Regions from separate parts of the Mus musculus genome. Here region 2 is linked to region 1. Evidence: chromatin contacts called from public Hi-C data. All regions are on one chromosome and are shown on one strand. Each heading gives the region's core, a stretch centred on a gene start, on an enhancer-like site or on the middle of the called end of the contact. The rest is flanking DNA. Distances are from core to core; before and after follow the strand shown.

Evidence for each region. Hi-C and Micro-C count contacts between places; a contact is called where the count stands out from the background.
Region 2: a contact with region 1 is called in a Hi-C map of rod photoreceptor, with 3 times the contacts expected there. The contact joins the promoter of Ccdc110 here to the enhancer-like site in region 1. A contact is called at or near these places in 9 of 39 promoter capture datasets (the 3T3-L1 cell line, the C10 cell line, HPC-7-derived erythroid cells and 6 more), 1 of 15 datasets of contacts at CTCF or cohesin (the NIH/3T3 cell line), 15 of 484 Hi-C or Micro-C datasets (the AML12 cell line, CD4 T cells, the HL-1 cell line and 10 more), 11 of 115 datasets of contacts at active chromatin or transcription factors (a beta-TC-6 cell line, cardiomyocytes, embryonic stem cells and 6 more) and 3 of 9 other capture datasets (adipose tissue, liver and pancreatic islet).

What each region holds. Positions count from the first base shown.
Region 1 is chr8:45,830,058-45,835,547 of GRCm38.p6, forward strand. No RefSeq gene overlaps it. Among named protein-coding and RNA genes, the nearest start is that of Gm51530, 13 kb to the right of the region's middle. Within about 2 kb of position 4,159, at least 4 of the 459 cell types and tissues checked have an H3K27ac peak or open chromatin away from gene starts, as enhancers often do. A contact at or near this core is called in rod photoreceptor, where this site is marked.
Region 2 is chr8:45,930,536-45,936,232 of GRCm38.p6, forward strand. It overlaps Ccdc110 (coiled-coil domain containing 110), which reads left to right and starts at 4,084. Exons shown (of 7, transcript NM_001033246.3): 1 at 4,084-4,179; 2 at 4,483-4,629. The coding sequence starts at 4,170.

The DNA of each region.
Region 1 (5,490 bases), core at 2,909-5,408:
CCAGTGGAGTTTCAGGAAAGTGTTTGCTATTCAAGCCACTTGGAGACAGGCAAGCCCAACATGCTTGTAGGAACACCGTGTACTCAGTGGGAAGCTTTTAAATATACACAGTCCCAGGATGAGCTAGCCATTCTCCACTGGGTGACTCTCTGTGTGGCTCAGAGCCTTAGCTCACTGCTAAATTCAGCCTCTGGGAGGCTCAGAAAAGTTCTGTCTGAGCTCACACACATTCATATATCTTGACCCATAAAACTTGGAGCACAAGACAGAACTCAGCCTCACAAATCTTCACCTGTTCCTTTGGGGTTTCTTGTTTCATCCTTCCCCCTAAAATATGATGGGTGACTCAGGCATCCCTGTGTCTTCTAAAAATAAATGCCATTTTAATCAACTCTCATTACTATTAACACCCTTAGACAGGTGCCAAGTTTTGCATTCTATTGCAGAGAGCTCAAGAATAAGTCCTTAAAGCATTTTTTTTATTTCTTAAATTTAACACTCATTATGTATTTATCATACCAAAAATAGAAAATAGAAATGGTCAAATCCCATTTGAGCATTATGCTTTGAAACATATCCCTCCAGAGAGAGAGAGAGAGAGAGAGAGAGAGAGAGAGAGAGAGAGAGAGAATGTGTGTGTGTGTGTGTGTGTGTGTGTGTGTGTGTGTGTGTGTGTGTGTGTGTGTGTACAGATAAACTGGGGTAATACTGAACATACTCTTATATTCTACAACTGTCCTTGAGTGAGGCACTAGAGTCACGTGATAAAAGAACTTGACATTTACAACACCTATAAAGGAAAGAAGGTCAAGGCAACTTTGATCTGAGATTCATGAAGCTACAATCAACTCAAATACATACCCAAGGCCAAGGACTGCTCAGGTATAATGAAATGAAAAAAAAAAAAAAACAATACAATATAATCTGAAGACTTGGTCAAGGAAGAGAAGAAAAGATGAAGAGGAAGAAGAAAATACTATTTAGCATCCCTTTACATGGGTTAGGTGTCTTTCCAACTGAGTGCTGTATGGAAGATCTTAAGTTGAGAGGAGTAGAAACTACAGAGCAGTTGGGTGTAGGAGCCAAGCAGTTCTGGCAGGAAGCAAAGGGTGCAAGTTCTGAACCAATAGTGCCGAAGCAGATGACAACTTGTCTTGAAAGTAAGCATGTCATAGAAAAGTTAAAAATAAAACATTTTCACATCTCTATGTGTTCCCGGGGTTTGTCTCACTTTGGAAGACTTTGTTCCTCCATTGGGACATTTGGCAAGGTAGGGAGACATTGGTGATGGTCAGAAATGGGAGTGTTCTTGCCATCTCGTGTGTATAGAGACTCAGGATGCTGATAACTTCCCCCAAGGCCAAGGATGCTTTCGATGTCCAACAATGCACAGACAGGCATCCACAACTAAGAGTCATCTAGCCAACTCTCTACTGTTGAGAGTCGGGAGTTCTGCCCTAGAGTAGCTCAGATGCTTAAGGGAGATTTGTATTATAAATCCTATTAGGCAAGGTTATTCTAACCCTGAACTAATGAGTAGATAACTGTAATCACCATGGTTACTACCTTCCAACCAATGACTGGCAGACCCAGATCCTCTGGCAGAAAGCAGCCATCTTCCCATGTTCTAGAAGTGAGGCTGGAATATACTGAGGAAAGAGAAGGTGAGGAGGCTTGACAAAATGGGAGCTAAAGGATGCCTCGAGGTAAACATCCATCTCTTCAGAATGTCTTAGAGGAGGGCCAAGTCCAAGAATCAAAGTGCCAGCAGATTTGACGTCTGGGTGGGCACCCTTTCTCAAGGATGGCCGTCTCCTTCCTGTGTCCTCCCTTGGAGGAAAAAGGGAACCCTTGCTACCAATCCCATTCCTAATATCTCTACTCCCATTACCCACTCAAATCCAAAAGTCCTATTTCCATATAACATCATAGTGGGGGAGGGGATTAACATGAATCTGACTGGGTGCAGGGGCATTCATACCACACCAAGGTTTACTTAGCCAGTGCTTCTTCCTTGATGACAATGCCCTCGGGGAGAACCACAGCCTATTCCCAAGTTGTCATTGCATCGCTGAGAAAAGGCACACTGAGCATGCCAAGGGCTAGGGAGATGACTCGATGGGTAAAAATCACTTGTAGGCCCAAGGAGAAGGACCTGAATTCAGATCTCTAGCATCCACGAGGCAGCATGGCTTTGTGCTACAAGTTAGGGAGGCAGGTCCCCTGGAACTCATGCAGCTTAGCCAAGTGGTGAGCGCTGAGATCCAGGTTCAGTGAGAGATTCTCTAAATAAATAAAAATAAGTAAACGAGTAAATAAATGGATGAAGCAAAGCAAACAATGACCGAGGAAGACACCTGAGCTTCCATACCAAGTGCACAAACAGGCACATGCATACACACATATATGTGCATTAATTAAAAAGATGTACGCTAAAGAGACAAAGAAGCATCAGGAAACGGGCACCTTGAGCTCTTCCCAGAATGCTGCAGGTTGTTTCAAGTTCTCTAGCTGGCCCCTTAGCCCCTGAAACTAGACTATTTGATCTCCTTTTTTGCATCCTGTGTTCTGAATCACTTGCTTATGGAAACAATCTCAAATGAACATTCAGAGGGGCCCCAAACTGGGGAGTATCAAAGTTCCATTCTGCCAGGGACAGAGGACGGCACTGGAACACTGGATCATCTATGAATGAGCCCTCTCATGAGTGCGACTTTGAGCATGTATACTATGCATATTACATATGAAGCGTTAAAATAAAGTAAAATAAAACATCGCAGGTTACTGCAAATATTATATACAAATATGACCCTGGATATCATAGAATATCTATCATCTTTACCAATGTAGACAAGGTCATAGATAAAGAAGTTAGTTAGCTCATCCAAGAAAAAAATTGACTTGGAGAAAATGCAAGGAATTGTATGTATTTTGATTGCTGGCTGGCTAGTTTTTAATCATGCCAGGGAAGACTGGTCCCTGGATGAGATGGGCCATCTATGATACACCATCAACCAGCAACACTTGTTACCATCACCATCCAAAGATGTTACCCTAGATTTGAAATAACACCATTGCTTTTACAACAGATGAACTTTTTCTCTCTCTGTCTCTCTGTCTCTGTCTCTCTCTCTCTCTTTCTCTCTCTCTCTCTCTCTCTCTCTCTCTCTCACACACACACACACACACACACACACACACACACACACACACACAAATGGTTCTCCAAGAACAAAATTTCACAGAAACTTGGCATCCTTGGCGCTCTGCCTTGACAATTCCTGGCTGAATGGGACCTGCATCTCTGCTAGAACATAGAAATATTGGCCCAGTACTGGCCCATTACTCTCTTTTTTTCCATAATTCCGAATATAAAATTCGTCCTGATAATGTAACATCAATACATCATATGAAATTCAAAGCAATAAAGCTTATGAGAAGAAGCACACATAAACACCAGTCTATTCTGATTCTGCTATGTCCTTATAGGTCACACTGGGGACATGGAGATTTCTTTATGTTTTTAACAAAAATCCCTCCACTAACTGCTCCTATACAAACTTCCCTGTTTTTATAAACCTGTTAGAGTTTCAGCGGGCATAAGTTTCCTCTAAAATTATTGGAATTTTCTCCTAGGCCTTTAGCACAAAAACTTAGCTGCTAGCACAGAAAAATGAGTGGGGACTGACAAGGTTATCTTTGCTGTATTCCTCAGGAACGCACCAGCACTATTGGGTCAAATTTGAAATTAAGTCCCTAAATTATATTCTTCTCCATTTCTACCTTTCTTTCCTTTTTTTCTGCTTACTAACGGATAATTCTCAAAATGCTTATGAATTCTAGGCCCAGTGTTATCTAGACTCCTGGCCACACAACACACATAAAATCTTGCACACATATACACATGCACACATACACTCACACACACACACACACACACATGCACACATACACTCACACACACACACTTAAGCCTTTGGTCAGCTGTCACATGATATGACAGAAAGCTTAACAGACATCTGCTCATGAATTCACAGGTCTGGTATTTCTTTCACTGTCAAAGATAAATTGCTAGACAGCTGTATTGACAACCACAGCATACTTCTCGGCCCAGATGATACACAGAAGAGATGACCTATTTTCTAAATGTAATCATGGATAATCTTCCTACTTCAGGACCCACAGTTTTTTCCCGTAAGGCTTGTCTTAAAAACAGCAACAAGGATCACCACATAAGTTTCAAACACTAAAATGTCGAGGCTTCCTTTTTTTCATGGCTGTGTGAATACTACTAATGATGTATAATTTGTGGATTGTTTTGGAATTCAGCATTTACAGACATATTTTAAGTTCGATTTTTTTTTAAACAGAAAAAGTATGAATTTCTAGCTTTACCAATACAACTCTTCTGAAGACCATTTAAAGAGTTGCTTTCAAACCTGGACTTGCTTTCTTGTTAACTGACTAAAATATCAGTTGGCTTATATAATGTGTAGAATAAAGATATTATCACGCAATGTTCATTTAAGATGTGAATGAGAGAAAACACACAAACCCACCAAACACAGTTAGCACCAAAGGGCTCGACCCCTATTCCTTCCTTTTAAGTTCCCATGTTGGCTGTTAGATCCTCTGGGCTCACTGGCCATCTTAATCAGCTAGAGCCAACACAAGATTCTTAAACATGATATTTTTGAAAAAGACTGCAATTTTTTTTTTACAGTAAACCAATCAGTTCTTAAGAAAGAATGAACACTAAAACAGAATTCAGACATAAAGAAGAAAAATTTTAAAACAAGGATGAATATTGTTCTATGGCCAGTGTCCTATGTTAATGATTGCTCTACAGAAATCTGGTCTGTAAGAGACTGCTGGAGACTAAGGGGTAATGGAGGCCAGTAACATGGAGCCCTGGATCCTGTCCTATGAGCTGTGACACTGAGATAGTTGTTAGGAGAGCCACTGGCATCCTCAGGTTAAGTGAAGAAAATTAAAGTAAGCTCTCTCCATTTCTAAACTGTTTGTGAACTCTTTGTTAGGAAAAAAAATGGAAAAAATTACCAGCTGATTAAAAGAAATGTATATTTCTCAAAACAGTTTCTCTGTATAGCCCTGGAAGTCCTGGAATTTCCATTGTAGACTAGGCTAGCCATGAATTCAGAGATCTGCCTTTCTCTGCCTCCTGAGACTGAAAGGCCATCCAGAGACTGCCCCACCTGGGAATCCATCTTATATACAGACACCAAACCAAGAAACTATTGTGGATGCCAAGAAGTGCATGCTGACAGGAACCTGATATAGCTGTCTCCTGAGGGGCTCTGCCAGTGCCTGACAAATACCATTGGCCTGAGCACAGGGACCCCAATGGAAGAGCTAGAGAAAGGACTGAAGGAGCAGAAGGGGTTTGCAGCCCCATAGGAGGAACAACAAGATGAGCCAACCAGTACCTCCAGAGCTCCCAGGGACTAAACCACCAACCAAAGAGTACAC
Region 2 (5,697 bases), core at 2,834-5,333, 100 kb after region 1:
TCCTTGGGGCAAGTCTACTCTTTATCGTCAGGATATCTTCAACTTCTCATCAAGCCACAACAACAGCAATGATGAGCAGCAGCCTCCACAGGCCCTCTTGGGGAATCTCCCCTTTATACCCTCTCCAGAGTCCCCAGAATTAAACTATCTGCAGCTGGCAAAAATCACACCTCTGCTAGGTCGTGAAACAAATCATAATCACCTGCCGTGAAGCAGCCTCTTGTCCCACGCCTGGGATTCCAACAAAAACGCATTCACATAGCATAACTAGGCTTTTAAAGAAACCAAGATTCTAACTACTACAGGGGATGCTTCAGTAAATACGCACTGGGCACTGACAAGCAAGAAATGCTGAGCACCTGACATGAAGTCACGTTACTATTCCCGTCTGCTCCCAGGGCTCTTCAAAGCTCATGAGAGTGCTTCCTGTGATTGATCTGGAAAACCAAGCACCTTCAAAGTGGGAAACATTATTGCAATTACTTTTAGATTGGGAGATTATTATCAATCATTTTCATTTGATTACTTGATGAACAACCTAACACAAAATCGGAGGCCATTCTACCTGCCTCTGCCTCTCTGCCTCTGCCTCTGCCTCTGCCTCTCTGCCTCTGCCTCTGCCTTTCTGCCTCTCTGCCTCTGCCTCTGCCTCTGCCTCTGCCTCTGCCTCTGCCTCTGCCTCTGCCTCTGCCTCTGCCTCTCTGCCTCTGCCTCTTTGCCTCTGCCTCTCTGCCTCTGCCTCTCTGCCTCTGCCTCTCTGCCTCTCTGCCTCTCTGCCTCTCTGCCTCTCTGCCTCTCTGCCTCTCTGCCTCTCTGGCTCTCCTCTGCCTCTCTGGCTCTCCTCTGCCTCTCTGCCTCTCTGCCTCTCTGCCTCTCTGCCTCCTGCCTCCTGCCTCCTGCCTCCTGCCTCCTGCCTCCTGCCTCCTGCCTCTGCCTCTGCCTCTGCCTCTGCCTCTGCCTCTGCCTCTGCCTCTGCCTCTGCCTCTGCCTCTGCCTCTGCCTCTGCCTCTGCCTCTGAGCTGGGATTAAAGGCATGTGCCACCACTGTGTGGCCTTTTTTAAAATTTATTTTTCCAGCTTTCAATAGACAGAATTAGATTGGAATTAACTCTGCTGGCAACTTAGTGGGGACTGTAGAGATGATTTCATCACGTTTTCAAGCTGTAGAATTTACTTCTATAATCCACCAAAGACTTCCTAAATCAATGTCATGAGCTTCTCTTCTCCATCAAAACACAAGTGTTGCGGTAAATCTCTCCAACCTAATTATGCCCTGGCAATAAAAACACGACACAGTTAATATGATTACATACTGTGCACTTAGATTGGGCAGATCTACCACTACACTACCATCTTCCACAGCGTATGAGACCCCTTAGAACTTGCAGTTTCTCTGGGCCATGTGCTTCTGCTCCGCTTTTCTTTGTCTTTCTCCTCCTCTGTATCCTCTCCCTCTTCCATTTTCTCCTTCTTCTCTCTCCCACCTTCTACTCCACCTTCCCTTTTATCTGCCCAATTATCAGCTCTCCTTTATTTTGCAAATTAAGGTGGGAAGCAGGTTTACAGGAAATCACTTGAGTGCTGACTCATTCCTTGTTCACAACCCCTCAGAGGAGAACAGATTTAACATCAAATATAATTAGTCCCAGGGCTATCCACAACATACAAGCCTTAGTTTAAAGAAAAATTTAAAAAACTGTCATACTGGTATGTCCTCAGAGCGAGTTGGTAAATCTCACACTATTGTAGATTCCATCCATGCTTAGTGATAGCCCTTTAATCCCAGGTTTAAAAAAAGATCTCATGAAGCTGGAAACCCCAGACATCTTATAGTCTGATATGAAGTTGCTAAGAATAGACCTGAAAGCTTGTTTTGTGCAATGCTCTTGAGTTTGTTCCAAATTCTGAACCTGCAGCTGTTAGTTAACAGGTAAAAGTAGATTTTTCTAAGAGGAAAATTGGTTTTGAAGTAAAAGGATTTTGAAGTGTTATGACTTTTGGCTTTAAAAAAATGATAATGTTGATTTTAATCCCCATAAGAAAGGACTTTACAATTAAAAAGTCAGGCTTTTATAAAACAGTTGTGGGGATGATCAAAATATTTGGCCAGAGAAGCCATAGCCTGACAAAATACACTTTTCTGTCTATTGATATGAGAATGAATTAGAGAAACTGTCACCGACCAAGCCAGGAAAATTTGAGCATTCATATAAGTAATCTTAGCAACAGAATAAAATCCATTGCTAACTAGTAAATAATATAAGAAACAGTGATCCATACAGAGATAATTATAGGTAAACTAGAAAACCAAAAGCTTGTGATGAATGGAGTTATTGTATAAGCCAAAATATTTTATGCAAACTATTTCTTAATCAAAAAAGAACAAAGGTTTAATATCTATGGTAGAGATTAGTTAGTCACCAAATGAACACCACACTGATGCTGTAGACCACAATCCTGTGCCACCCGAGAGACTACAATGAGGACCAACAGCCATTATGCCCCCCTGACAAGAGTGCATGGCCTGATCTACCACTAGGAAACACCCACAAAAGACACAAAAACATTTTACAGAATAATTGGTCTAGAATGTTCTAAAATGTTAAGGCCGTAGGAGTTCAAGATAAATCAAACTGATCAGATTAAAATGCATTAAATAAACAGATCATGGCAACTGGATGTAATGCCAGCCTTTAGGCTGGGACCTATGGCTACCCAGGGCATTACTGCAAGAATGTCAGTGATGCCTGGAAGCTATAGGGTGACTATGCATCAGCACTAATCTTGAATATTAACAGTGTATTGTGCTTCTTTTCAGTATTCTTATAAAATACACACCCAAATGTTCAGGAGAGATGGGATGAAGTCAGCAATTTGCTCTTAATAGTCCAGGAGGACAGGCAGATAGTTGGCGAATGGCTTACCACACAAGCATGAGAACCTGAGTTTGATGTCCACGGTAAAAGGCCAGGGGCAACATGGTGCACATGTCTGTCGCCCTTTGTCCACATTGAGGATCCCTTTGGGCTCACTGACCAAACAATAGAGACTGTCTGTGAGCTCCAGGCGCAGCAAAATACTCTGCTCCAAAAACTTTAGGTGGATCTCAATAAATAAATACAGCATAAGTCTCTGACTTCCACACTCATGTACACACACACACACACACAAACACATACATACATACCTGCATGCACACACACACACACACATACAACACACACACACACACAAAACAAATTAATAAATCTTTAAAACTTAAACCTTTTCTACTAAAGGTCATTTTTCTGATAGATTAACTGAGAAGTTATCCTAAAATAAAAGTAGATTTCTGCTGAGACCAGTGCACAGATTAAAATTGAGGTTAACATTGCAAACACTTATCATTTTGTTTTACAGTCTATGCCAACTGTTGTGACTTAGTCATCTCATGAAAATCTCCAGGTGATTTCTATGTAATAGCCAATACTCACCGTCACCATCCACAAATTAGAGTTGTCACATAATATTTCATTGTTACATTAATACCCAGCATTTGATGAACTATATTATTTTCTTTAGAATAGTGGTTTAACAGATGTATTAGGCTGAAAAATTTAAATGTATTAAAGCTGTCCAATGCGACCAAAAAAAAAAAAAAAAAGACTGTCGAGTCTTGTAAAAACCATTGCTCCAGAAAATAAGAAATTATAGCTCATGAACATTAAACCATCATGCCTCTTCCCTGAAAGTAAGCCAGGTGTAATTTATTAAGTAATAAATTATTACATCATAGTGGCTGTCAATTCCTACTCACAGTGATTTAAAATTCAGTTCTCAATGACTGTATATTCTATCTGAGATAACTGATTTTGCAAAAATAAGTCATATGTATTTATTGAAAACTTTTACTTAAAAGCTCGTGTTTTCTAACCAGTCACTCAAGCTCTGCTTCCCGGGGAAGCACCCGCCTTTTTCAAGTGTTTTATCAAGTGTACAGGAAAATCAGTGCACTTCATATAAATGAAAACCAATCACATCGTCTGCATCAGCTCCGGAAAAGGGTGGGGGTGGGCAGGGCTCCCCCCCCCCCCGACCTCCGTTACTAGGCAACGGGATGCTGCGGCTAGAAGCGGCAGAGCTGAATGCTTGGGGCAAGGCAGTTGGTGGAGAGATCTTAAGCGACAGAAATGAGCCCCGGTAAGAACGATCCGGGAGGCTGTCCTCTAGAGGGAGGCTCTGGGAAATGGAGGATAGTGGAACCACACCCATGTCCCTTCATCCCAAAGCCTCCGGAGTTTTCCGGATGGGTCTGGTGTGCGTTATCTTCCCGACCTCAAATCCCCTGCTCAGTGAGAAAGCACTCGCCTGCCCCCTGGCGGGATGCCGCCTTCACCCCTATTTGCAGAGTTGACATCTCTACCTGATCATAGCGCGCCCTCTGGTGGCCACAGAGGGCGTGGGCGACCCGAATGTCCGTGCCTCGCTTCTTCACCTTCCCAGGCTACCTTCCAGCTCCAAAAGCTGTGCTCGGGTCTGTTCCAGAGAAGCACCTCGCGGAAGAAGATGAAGTTGACTCCATTCTCCTTTCAGCATCCAAGATCCTGAATTCCTCTGAGGGGGTAAAGGAAAGCGGGGGCAATGAACCAGGTAAAATCTACGTTTTTGCAGTAAATATTGGTGGGAAATGAGCTATAGCATGGGGAGGATATTTGAAAGAATTCAAACAGCCACGAGTTCCGATAAACAAAGACTCAGATGTGTAGAGTAACTTGAGGACCACAGAACACTGCCATTGGGATCTCACTTCCTGAAGAGAAGCCCAAAGGGACAGCACCCCTCTCACATGGGTGCACAGTGGGACATCAAGAGAAGGAGCCAGGACTTATGAGCAAAGGTGGCTTTTAGATTGATGGGTGGGACCCCAATCGTGAGTTCCCCAGGTGAGGCAGAGAGAATTGATGGAGTAGACATGGGACTGGGTTCCTTTTCACACGTTAGCCAATGCAAGGCCACACCTCCCCTGATAAAAGTCAACTTGATTGAAGATGGAGAACATGGAGGATGAGTAGACCATCGCTTTCTGTATTCCTCTGTTACCAGGCATGAAGACCTGTAATCTTCCCTGAGGAACCAGCAAAGTGGGGCAGGGTAACGAGACTAAATACCATCACAGATGGTTAAAGACATTTAAATAGCCTAGTATTTACCCCTGCGCTCAACAAAGGTCAGAAAAGCTGGAGTCGCCTCAATACGGCAAGCGCATGTGTGTTGCACTTAGAGGCTGAGGAGATGGTTTCAGGAGTGAAGTTCTTACTGGGCAAACATCAGCTCGAATCCCCTGTAAAGGTCAGACTCAGGGGAGACAGAATCCGGGAAGCCATGGACCATTTAGCCTCATGAACACAGCAGCAAATAAGAAGAGTTCACCTCAAACACAGTAGATGACTGATACTCCTGTGATACTCCACAGCATGACTTATACAAATAAGAGCAGCTAGTTAACTAACTAACATAACTAACCTTAACTTGTCAGGATGCGTATGAGGGGTACCTTCTGGTTGGTTCTGGCCCTCCTTTTCTGCTTCTGAGCCTCCATCCATTTGCTCAACTGCAAGCATTTTGAAGAACCTGCTGTATCAGGCCCTGATCTAGGAGTTGGGCATCTGTAATTATCAATGACAGTTGTCACTTTGACAGAAGCTAGAATCCCTCGGG